Regions from separate parts of the Sus scrofa genome. Here all the other regions are linked to region 2. A link is a contact called in public Hi-C and HiChIP or PLAC-seq data. All regions are on one chromosome and are shown on one strand. The core of a region is the stretch at or near the end of the contact, and the rest is flanking DNA. Distances in the headings are between cores, read along the strand shown.

Region 1 (3,652 bases), core at 171-2,670, 59 kb before region 2:
TCTGTGACCTACACCACAGGTCACGGCAACGCCAGATCCTTAACCCACTGAGCGAGGCCAGGGATGGAACACAACCTCATGATTCCTAGTTGGATTTGTTAACCACTGAGCCACGACGCGAACTCCCATAGTCGTGTAACTTTTTAAAAAAAATGTTAACAGGGAAAGAAGTGGAATTGGGGGAGGTTAAAAGCTCTGGTTTTCCACAAGTGCTGAGAAAGGAGGGTCGGTCATTCCTTGGAGGTGAGGGGACAGCAGACAGGAAACTAACAAGAATAGGGAATGAAGTAGCTGCAAGAACCCTGGGAAGCAAGAAGCCAGGTAAACAGGCATGGAAACCCAGAGCTGGCCCAGAAAAGCAAAGCCTCGGGCAGCAGGGAAGACGTGCTGGCGGGCATGTGGGCCTGGGGGCGAGCCTGCTGAGGACCCCTCAAGCTCTGGGCGTGCGAGTCTAGAGGAAGGAACTCCCCACCTCCCTGGGGCTCTTCTCCCAGGATAACAGTGACCTATGGCATTAATGAGTGATTCACGTGCACCCACATTTCTGTCGGCACAGCCTTGGCTCAGCACTTCATCAAAATCAGTGATATTTTCCATTGTGTCAAGAGAATCAGTTTGGCCAGATGGGGAGGAAAAATGATCCTTGCGATCTCAGGACTAGAGGAACCATCTTACCTGCCAAACAAACAAACAAACAAACAAACCCAACGAAAAACATGGGAATGACCAGAGCGAGGGGCCCAAAATACCAGGGTGCAGGTGTCGAGGCCAAGGCAGGCTGGAGCCCTGGGGTGGCGTGGGAGAGTAAGGACCTCACCTTTCCCATTCTCGGCGTTGGCACAGCTCTTGGATTTGCAGATCTGCAGGAGCCCCAAGGACATGATATGAGCCGATGTGTAGATTTTGGTGGTAACGTTCGCGGGCCAGTGCTGGTGGAAGCGGCTTCTCGAGAGGTACAGCCATTTCTTAGAAAAGACCATGCCCAGCAGCAGGATGAAGGCGAGCAGGCTGAGCTCTGAGGCCAACACCTGCGCTACCCAGCGGGAGCTGTGTGTAATCTTCCACTGCAGAGGCAGCAGAGAGCTTCGGCAAGGCTCCAGCTGGTAGTCCACAGACACCTCCCTGCTACTGTCGGGGTTGGAGCCTCGGTTCTGGACCCCTTCACCGCGTCCCAGGCTCACCTCCATCCCTTCCCGCTTCCCAGCCCTCCCAGCCCTTTCCAGGTTCCTGTTGCTCATCGCTTTCTCCTTCTGACCCAGGGAGCTCATGCCTAATGTCCCCTGTCCCCATCTTCAGCACCCCCTGACCCCCTTCTATCCCCCACCCCATCACCCCTTCCCTTCATCTTTAAATATTTTCATCAGGCAGAGCAGTGGCCACCACAGGGCCTGGGATCTGGGAAAAACAGCCCATTCAGCAGCACAGGGCCCCTAACTGCCATGGAATATTCTTGGGAAGGCCGTCAAATGGGGGAGGGGGGCTGCAGCTCAGCTCCAACTCTATCTCTAAGCCATGCTCCTCGGATCCCAACTCAGAACTGTGGATCTGATGCCTCCCGTCGGCTAAGAGCAGTGGTCGCTGAGGGTCTCCTTTTCTCTTCCCGGGTCCTCTGCCCTCACCCTCCCACCAAGTGCTCACTGAGGAAGCAGGAGGAAGGAGGAGGAGCTTGTCCCCAGCAAGACAAGCTCCTGACAGGTGTCGTCAACCTTCTCGCTGCTTCCCCCATCTCTACTCACTGCGGGTCCCCAGTTGCCATTCCTTCCCTCTTTTTACCTTTTTCGCTTCTTTTTTTCTCAACACCAGAAGGGGGAGGACGGTAAGGAAGGGATGTGGGGGTGTCACACAGTCTGAGATTTTTCTAACCTCCCTTTGATCTCAGAAAATAAATCTGAGTCACCCACAGAGGCTTCCAGACCTCGGTTAGCCCTGGAGTTTTCATGAGGAGAGAGCCTTTCAAATTTGGAATGAGTCTGAATCCCATCGGAGCTGGTTCACTTTGTGAATACAATGAAACATGTGGTTAACAATACAGACTTCTTGGGAGTTCCTCTTGTGGCGCAGCAGAAACAAATCCAACTAGAAAACATGAGGTTTTGGTTTCAATACCTGGCCTCGCTCAGTGGGTTAAGGATCCAGTGTTGCTCCGAACTGTGGTGTAGGTCACAGACCTGGCTTGGATCTGGTGTTTCTGTGGTGCAGGCCAGTGGCTACAGCTCTGATTCGACCCCCAGCCTGGGAACCTCTGGATGCCTCGGGAGAAGCCCTAAGAGAAACAAACAAACAAAAAAAGAATACAGACTTTTGGGTCCAACAGGCAGAGGGATAAATAATAAGCCTTCCTCTAAATGCCTTATGAACCTGGAGGAATCATGTGGGTTCTTTTTTTTTTTTCCTGGCCACACCCATGCCAGCGATCAAAATCAGGCCACAGTAGTTCCTGTCATGGCTCAACAGTTAACAAACCCAACTAGTATCCATGAGGACACAGGTTCCGTCCCTGGCCTCACTCAGTGGGTTAAGGATCTGGCGTTGCTGTGAGCTGTGGTGTAGGTCCCAGATGCACCTCAGATCCTGTGTTGCTGTGGCTATGGTGTAGGCTGGCGGCTACAGCTCCGATTAGACCCCTAGCCTGCCGGGACCTCCATATGCTGCGGGTGGGGCCCAAAAATAAGACAAAAGATGAAAAAAAAAAAAAATACCAGGACGCAGCAGTGCTTTGAGCCACAGCAATGGCAATGCCAGATCTTCAACCTGCCTAACCACCAGGGCTTTCCTCATAGAACCCCTTCATGCCCAAGTTACTCTCTGTAACACAGGACAATAATACTTGTCTAGATTTGGTTTGAGTATTGAACGAGATAATGAGTGAAAAGCACGCTTTGGTCCCTTATACATTCCCAGAAAGTGGATATTATTGCTGTCATTTCAATTCTCTTGCATTCTTTCACTAGCAAACGGAAAAGGAACAAAAACAGTGTTTGGCAGGCATCCTTGCATATGAGTGGCTGCAAATGATGGAACAGAGCCAAAATTAGTTTAAGCAAAAGGGAAGTTAATTATGTATCATGAGGTCACAGTTGGACCTCAGAATGGTTGGCATCAGGAATCCGAATCTTTTTTTTTTTCTTTTTTTTTCTTTAAGGGCCACACCTGGGGCATTTGGAAGTTCCCAGGCTAGGGAATCAGAGCTACAGCTGCCAGCCTACACCACAGGATCTGAGCCACATCAAAGGACAACTCATGACAATGCCGGATCCTCAACCCACTGAGCAGACCCGGGATGGAACTCAAATCCTCATGGATACCAGTCAGGTTCTTAACCCACAGCCACAACAGGAATTCCAGAAATTCAAATCCTGTGAGGACTCTTCCTCTGTGTCTTAATCCTTTCAGGCTGCTATAACAAAATACCACAGACTGCACAGCTTATGAACAACAGAAATTTAGTTTTCATAGTTTTGGAGGCTGGAAGGCAATGATCACGGGGCTGTCATAGTCAGCATGGTCAAATGACAGCCCGACTCCAGATAGCAGAGTTCTTTCCATGTCCTTATGTGGAGCTAGGGAGCTCTGTGGGGTCTCTTTTACAGGGACCCTAATCCTATTCATGTTAGTGGAGTTCCCCCAAACATCACTTACGAATTTGGGGGAC
Region 2 (3,938 bases), core at 558-3,057:
TAGATGACTTATAATCACAGAGGATAGCCTGTTTGGGCCAAAATAAGACATTTTGATTTCTCGTTTCTTCAGACCTGCTGTTCCCCCGTCTTGCCCACCTCAGCTAACACCACCACCACCCAAAACCACAGCAGTCAACCTTAATTCTTCTTTCCCTGAGCCCTCTCTATGCCCAATCCACCAGAGAACCTATTTCCAAACATATCCCAAATCTGTCCATGTCCTTTCCTCTCCGCTACCATCACTGTAGTTCAAGCCAGTATCAGTACTCACTTGGACTAATGCACCAGTAGCCCTCCTGACCAGTACCCCTGATTCTATTCCACTTGCCACAAGTTAGCATAAATGAGATCATAGCTTCTTATCACACCTGATGTAACATTTCAATTCAGTAACCTGTCATGTGATCTGGCCATTGCCTACCTCTCCGACCCAATCTCACGGCCCATCCTTCTCAGTCACAAAGCACCAACCACCCTGGCTTCTTTTCTATCATTCTGATTTGCCAAGCTCATTCCAAAAGGTATTTTTCTCACCCTGATATTTCCATGGCTACCTTTTGCTTGTTATTTAGATTTCAGGTACGTTCACCTTCTTGAAGAGAACTTCCTTGACTAAACACTCTATAGTGGCCACTATGACATGGCCTTATATTAATTTCCCAAACAGTATTTAAATTACTATCTGACATTTTATTGTTAGCTTTATTTTCCCCACTAGAACAGAATCTCCAAGTGGGCAGGAACCATGCTGTTTTTGGGTTACCAAGGCTCAGAACAATACCGGGGGCTGAAAAACCAAAAAATCTAAAACTTGTTGACTGACAAGTTTCAGGCCAAGCCTCATCTCAGCAACGGTGCTCCTGCCAGATCTTGATTTCCCTCTCAGCGGTCACCATCCCATGCTTATCACCCTTTTAAAAGTTAGGCGCCTCGCAGTTGTCCTCCATACCATAATTCCTTCACAGGAATTATTACATTCCAAAATCATTTTGTTTATTTATTTATTTTTGTCTTTTTAGAGCCGCACCCGCGGCATATGGAGGTTCCCAGTCTAGGGGTCTAATCAGAGCTATAGCTGCTGGCCTACACCACAGCTCAAGGCAACACCGGATCCTTAACTCACTGAGAGAGGCCAGGAATGGAACCCGCTACCTTGTGGTTCCCAGTCGGATTCGTTTCCGCAGTACTACGACGGGAACTCCCTCATTTTGTTCATTAAACCAGTCAATTTTCGTTTATCATTCCCAGTGGCATAGAAGCTCCAAGAGCACAATGACAGGATCTACATCAGGGCTGTCTCCCCAACTACTAGCATGGTGCCTTACACAGAATAGGCGGGCGACAGATCCCCCCCACCCTGGAAAGTTCCCGGGCAAGGGATCGAACCCGCCCAACAGCAGCGACCCAAGCCACTGCAGACAACGCCGGATTCTTAACTCGCTGAGTCACACGGGAACTCCAGCCAACAGACACACTTTGAATACAGGAAACGGGATGAGAAGCACTTTTAGTGTCCAGGACTCAAATGATTAGAGGACGGTTAAGTTTATGTGGGGTCTCCCCTGCCCGACGTCCAACAAACGCGAAAGGACACATGCACTACGGAAGGCACGCAGGTCCCCGCTGGGCGCAGCTCTGCCTGGTGGGGATCCTGCAGCGGCCGGGTTGAGGCTTGGGGTGGATGGCTACAGAGTGCAGCATGCAAGGGCATTCGGGTGAGCGCGCGCAAGCCATACGCACGTGGCAACAGCTCTCGCAGTCCCTGAGCTCCTCGAATCCTGGCGCGCTGGGCAACGTCATCAGCGTGCGCCGTGGGAAGAGGCGGAGGTTAAGGACATCCCTCCCCTTCCTACCGGCCAGTGGCGAGGCTGCTTCCCTGCTCCCACCTCGGCCTTTAGAGAACGTGGGATTATCCCACAGATCTGTTCCTTGTGCCCGCTTCACTTGTCCGGTGCAAACTGTGAAGGAGACATACTTTAAATGCAGGAAACGGCATGAGAAGCACTTTTAGTGTCCAGAACTCAGTTTCCCTCCCGCTGCTGCCTTGGCTTTCTTGTACTTTTGTCTTTTCTGAATGAACTCATTTATTTAACTCTTAGCTTTTTTTTTTTTTTTTTTTTTTTTTTTGCTTCGTAGGGCCAGGGGTGCGGCATATGGAGGTTCCAGGCTAGGGGTCGAATCAGAGCTACAGCTGCTGGCCTACACCACAGCCACAGCAACACGGGATTCTATCCGCGTCTATGACCTACACAACAGCTCACAGCAACAACAGATCCTTAACTCATTGAGTGGGGCTAGGGATCGAATCTGCCATCTCAAGGTTCCTAGCCGGATTCCTTTCCGCTGAGCCACTATGGGAACTCTAGCATATATTCTTAACCTCCATGTTCTGGCTGGTTACAGTAACAGTAATAATGAGCAAAGTATTTATTGAACGCCCATTAAGACACTTCACCTGTTCTCAGTTGATCGTCACAAAAACCCCATTTTACAGATGTGGAAGCTGAGGCTCAATGCAATGACTCCTTAGTTTTTTAACTCAAAAACTTAGAACTTTATACCTACTGGGGTTTTGTGTGTTTTTTGCACACTTTTTTTTTTTTTCCAGTCTTTTTAGGGCTGCACACGAGGCACATGGAGGTTCCCAGGCTGGGGGTCGAATTGGAGCTGTAGCTGCTGGCCCACACCACAACCATAGCAACTCGGGATCCGAGTCTAGTCTGTGACCTACACCACAGCTCGCTGCAACACCGCATCCTTAACCCCCTGAGTGAGGCCAGGGATGGAACCTGAGTCCCCATGGATGCTAGTCAGGCTTGGTAACTGCCAAGCCAGGACAGGAATGCCCACACACTTTTTCAACCCATAGTATATACACGTTACTCAGGATCCTATCAGAACACAGGTGGAACACTCCAAGTTTAATCAATAAGAATGTAACTGCCCAGGTAAAGAGATATGGGCAGGTTTAAGGAAACCAGCAAAGTACGGTGGGCCAGTGGCAGCCTGGCAACAGCAAAAAGTGGTTGCCACCTTCAGGCCTGAAGGGACAAAGGGAGAAATGGTGTTGTCAGCTAGAAGAGAGATGGAGCCATGGAAGAAGGGCATTCAACAGACGAAGGAAGTCACTGCCATAAGCACAGTGTTGAGGGAGAAGCATACTGGGTTATCTCTCCTTCAGTACTGAGTCCCTGAACTAAATGTCTCCCACTAGCCAAACCTAATCAGAAGCCTGAAGGCAAGAAACCTGGAGTGAGTGGTGTGCCAGGGTGAGCAGAGGACCTAGCCCAGGGGTCTTTTTAAAGAATCAAGCAACAGAGACAGTCAGAGGAAAAAGTGAAAGTCTTTATCTTCACCCCCTCCCACATTCCAGTCCCCTCCCAGTTCCAGGGCCAACTCTAGGGTAAGAGACTTAAAGATGCAACATTTGATGGATTTAGGTGCCTCACTTGCCTCACCCTAACTCCAGCCCTGCCCGGGACATGACAGTTTTTACCTGTTTAGTAGGTAAAGAGTCCAGGCTGTACCCTCTGGCTCTCTTCTAACAGAGGCCACTTGTTGATTCTTGGAATCTGAGCATTCCAGGCTTCTTTCCCTTCTGACACTCCCTGGTTGCATCTCATGCCTGTCTTCCAGCTCCATCTGGGAGACTTAGTTGCACAGCTCTGACTGGTCCTGTCTCCTCCACATTCTAATCCTCCCAGGGTAACACAACATTTCAGCTTTCACTTCACATGATGACTTCTAGATTCATTTGTTTGGCTCTGATCCTTCTCCTGACTTGGGTCCCATATCTCCAGCTATCTGCTGAGCAAGCATAGCCTGTTCAAGATCTCTGGGCCTGAGACAGCTCCCAGTCCTCCATATTCTCTCCTTCTGTAACAGATTTTGTGGCCCTCTCACTTGATCCTGTATGCTGCTGCAGATTAAGCTGCT
Region 3 (4,049 bases), core at 216-2,715, 37 kb before region 2:
GAGTACCGTGTGTGGCGCCTGCTGGGAGGTGAGACTGTGTGTGTTCTGTGCTGCGTGGGGCCTAAGTGCAGTGGCGCCTGGGCCATGAGGAATGCATCACTATTTCCCTGCTCCAGCGGGCCCTCCGCCCCCCATTTCCCAGTTCCTCTCTCCGGACTCTCCCTTTCCGGATTATTTTTAGTCTCCTTTTCCTGCCATGAAGATTCCTGGAGCCTCTGACCCCAAGAGACCAGGAGGCCCCGGGCTCGATCTCTCCTGCCCCAGCCTCACTGTCTGCCCCCCACCCCCCATCTGCTCACAGAGAGATGCCCCACTGGAAGCCTGGGTCCCGCCAGGGTGCTTAGAGGGTGGTCGGGAGACCAGACAGAAGGTGAGGACCCGTGTGGCCAAGACTCAGGGGCCTGGGCTTCACTTCCTGCTGTCTGGAAGACGCTACAATCCTGAGGAGGCTGCAGGGTCAGGGCTGGGGGACCCAGCACCCCCACACTCCCCTGTGGAGTCAGCAGGAGAGTCAGAGCCCTCCAGGCCCCAGACTGGTTCTTGAGAAATGATGCGGGGTGGGGGGTGGGGGCTGTAGACCGGGAGTCTGCAGCTCAATGGCCTCTGTGTTCGGGCAGGAAGCTCCTTAGGTGACCCGGGCAGCAGCCTTGCCAGCCGGCCAGCTCCTCCCCAGCCTTGCCCCGTGCAAGGATCCCTGCCCCCCTCAGGTACCTGCACTGATTTCCTTCCCCCATCCCCCACTCAGGCCTCCCGCGGGGACCCAGGTACTGGGCCCAAACACTCACCCTTGAGTCCTCTCCACTCTCAGTCACCTCCCAGGGCTGAGTGAGTAGGGGCAGGAAACAGGAATTGGATCCTCCTCCCAACCGGACACCCCCCCCCCAAACCACACCACACTCCACATGCGCACACTGGGGCTCTGGACGATGTGAAGGACCCCGAACGCCGGGTTTCCGAGGTTACCAGAGTCTGGGAAGAGGATGAAACTCAGGCGAGGAGAGTGGGCTGTTCTGTAGGTGCACTTTCCATCCTGGGGCTCACAGGGGCTGGGGAGGGGCCAGGGACCAGGGACGGGGTGCGGGCGGATGGGCTGGCCATGCCACAGGGCTGGGCTGGCAGTGGGGCAAGGGCTCTAGACACCTCTGCGTGGCTGAGGGATGGTGTGTGTGGGTCTGACCATCTCTCAGACACCTGGCATGACAGCCTGTCCCTTTAGCATCCAGCCTGTCCCCTGGTGTGAGCCAGCCCACTCTTTCACACCAAGGGACCCCTCCCACCCATGTTTGCCCCTCTCTAACTCTGCAGGAGCTCCCCCCTGAATTTACCTTTATCTTTTTGGAAGCAGTTGCTATTTTCAGTCTGGTCTGCCTGCCCTTTGGAGCAAGGAACGTGGGGCCAGGTCTCCGAGTCTCTGTCTTTCTGGGGCGGGAACTGAGGGCCCAGATTGAGATCTCTGCAGAGGAAGCCGGTTCCTCAGCCCCACCCGGCCATTGTGTCAGGCATGTGGTGGGGGTGTGTGGGGGGGGGTGCGCAGAAATGGGAGGTCAGGAGCACACCCCAGGTCAGGGATGCCATTTGCTGCCCGCCCCCCATTCTCAGCCCCTGTCTCCCTGGGTCCCCAGCCCGTGTCTCTCCCTGTGAGGCTTTGATTAGCCAGGAGTCAGTACCCCTGAGGGGTGGGGCTAGGCAGGGGCCCCTCTCATCTCTAATTTACTCTTTGGTTGAAGAGCTGAGTTCCCAGGACTCAAACAAACAACTGAGGGGGCGGAATGAGCCACACCCGAGTCTGGGAAGTAGGGTGGTGGGAAGACCCAAGGGCAGCTGTGAACAGGGGGCCTTTGCCCATGGCCAGGTGCCTGCTTTTGATAACATTTCACATGCCCCCCCACACACACACACACACTCCAAACAAGACACTAAGAAGAAAAGCCAGGAAACTGGAGTTAAAATATGTTTTAACACATTTTTCTTTCTTTTCCTTTTTCTTTTTTTTTTGGCCACACGGTGGCATGCGGAAGTTCCCTGGTGCCAGGGATCGAACTGGAGCCGCAACAGTGACAACGCTGAATCCTTAACCAACAGGCCACCAGGGAACTCCCCTAACCCAATTTTCTTTAGCGTAAAAGACAAGTCCTTTCAATGACCAGCAGTGCGCTTACACAATCTACCCTCCTCTCCACCCTTCCTCTCTGGCACATTGGTTGAATAAATAAGGGGTGAGTTCCCTGATGGCCTAAGGGTTAAGGATCTGGCATTGTCACTGCTATGGTGTGGGTTCCATCCCTGGCCCAAGAACATCCACATGCCACATCAACAGCGATGTTATTTTGATAGTATCTATCTAATAGCACCATTGATACAGGGTGATGAAATGGCAGTTACCTGTGAGATATTCCTCCCCAAACCCTAAATCCTCAGTCCAATCATAAGGAAAAAAACCCATTGGAGGGATATTCTACAAAATACCTAACCGGGACTCCTCAAAACTGTCAAGGTAGAGTTCCTGCTGTGGCACAACAGGATCGGCAGCCTTTCTAGAGTGCTGGGACGAAGGTTCGATCCCCACCGGACACAGCGGGTTAAAGATCCTACATTCCCCCAGCGGCTATGTAGGTGGCAACTGCAGATCTGATCTGATCCCTGGCCCAGAAACTGCCAGGTGCCCCCCCCAAAGGAAATCTGAATCAAATATAAACTATATTAATAATGTATTAATATTTGTTTATGAATTCTAACAATATATTAATGTAAGATAATAAGGGAAATTGGATGTGGGGTGTATAGGATACTCTCAGAGTATCTTTATAATTTTTCTGTGGATCTAAAACTGTTCTAAAAATTAAGATTACTGGAGTTCCCATCGTGGCACAGTGGTTAACAAATCTGACTAGGAATCATGACGTTGCGGGTTCGGTCCCTGCCCTTGCTCAGTGGGTTAACGATCCAGCGTTGCCGTGAGCTATGGTGTAGGTTGCAGACGTGTCTTGGATCCAGCGTTGCTGTGGCTCTGGGTAGGCCGGCAGCTACAGCTCCGATTTGACCCCTAGCCTGGGAAGCTCCATATGCCGTGGGAGTGGCCCAATAAATAGCAAAAGACACACACACATAAAAAAAAATTAAGATTACTTAAAAACAACAACAACAACAACCAGGAGTTCCCGTCTTGGCTCAGTGGTTAACAAATCCAACTAGGAAACATGAGATTGTGGGTTCGATCCCTGGCCTCGCTCAGTGGGTTAAGGATCTGGCGTTGCCACATGCTGTGGTGCAGGTTGCAGACACGGCTCAGATCTGGTGCTGGTGTTGTTGTGGCTGTGATGTAGGCCAGTGGCTGTAGCTCTGATTTGACCCCTATCCTGGGAACCTCACATATGCTGTAAGTGCAGGACTAACAAGCAAAAACAACAACAACAACAACAACACTAGAAGTTGTCTATTTCTAGGGCATTTATATATTTAAAATAAAAGCCTTAAGCCAGTGGCTCTAAAATTTAGCACACAACAGAATTATCTGAAGGGCTTGCTAAAACTCCTTGTCCGGCCCCACTTTCAGTTTCAAATGCAGGAGGTCTAGGGCAGGACTAAAGAATTTGCATTTTTAAGTCTTGAGGTGCTGCTGCTGCTCCTGGGATGACACTTTGAGAACTACTGGTGTAAACTCAAAGGTTAAAACAATGAGAACTGTCACCTGTAAGCAGATACATAGGGGGCCCTGGAGAAACAGAACCAGGCATGGCTTTCTTGACCTAAGAGAAGTTTTTGCTTTGGTTTGGTTTTTTGTCTTTTTAGGGCTCACCCACAGCGTATGGAGGTTCCCAGGCTAAGGGTGGAATTCAGAACAACAACCACCAGTCTACGCCACAAACACAGCAACGCTAGAGCCAAGCCACATGCTCGCCCTACACTGCATCTTGCAGCAACGCCAGATCCTTAACCCACTGAGCAGGGCCAGGGACCAAACCTGTGTCCTCATGGATAGTAGTCAGGTTCGTTACCACTGAGCCACAAGGGGAAGTCTGAGAAGTCATTTTAGACCTAAGCCATTTTTG

Evidence for each region. A called contact is a pair of places that touch in the nucleus more often than the background predicts. HiChIP or PLAC-seq counts read pairs in DNA pulled down with a chosen protein or histone mark.
Region 1: a contact with region 2 is called in an H3K27ac HiChIP or PLAC-seq map of alveolar macrophages. The contact joins the promoter of ODF4 here to the promoter of PFAS in region 2. A contact is called at or near these places in 3 of 47 Hi-C or Micro-C datasets (blood, embryonic fibroblasts and liver) and 1 of 2 datasets of contacts at active chromatin or transcription factors (alveolar macrophages).
Region 3: a contact with region 2 is called in a Hi-C map of alveolar macrophages, with 3 times the contacts expected there. The contact joins the promoter of ARHGEF15 here to the promoter of PFAS in region 2. A contact is called at or near these places in 1 of 5 promoter capture datasets (liver), 22 of 47 Hi-C or Micro-C datasets (alveolar macrophages, blood, embryonic fibroblasts and 12 more) and 2 of 2 datasets of contacts at active chromatin or transcription factors (alveolar macrophages and skeletal muscle).

What each region holds. Positions count from the first base shown.
Region 1 is chr12:53,515,651-53,519,302 of Sscrofa11.1, reverse strand. ODF4 (outer dense fiber of sperm tails 4) reads right to left here and starts at 1,420. Exons shown (of 5, transcript NM_001202461.1): 1 at 1,345-1,420; 2 at 818-865.
Region 2 is chr12:53,456,270-53,460,207 of Sscrofa11.1, reverse strand. PFAS (phosphoribosylformylglycinamidine synthase) reads right to left here and starts at 1,807. Exons shown (of 33, transcript XM_003358276.4): 1 at 1,743-1,807. The coding sequence starts at 1,802.
Region 3 is chr12:53,492,825-53,496,873 of Sscrofa11.1, reverse strand. It overlaps ARHGEF15 (rho guanine nucleotide exchange factor 15), which reads right to left and starts at 1,465. Exons shown (of 21, transcript XM_013990062.2): 1 at 1,326-1,465; 2 at 786-821. SLC25A35 (solute carrier family 25 member 35) reads left to right here and starts at 902. Exons shown (of 6, transcript NM_001243357.1): 1 at 902-1,012. The coding sequence starts at 981.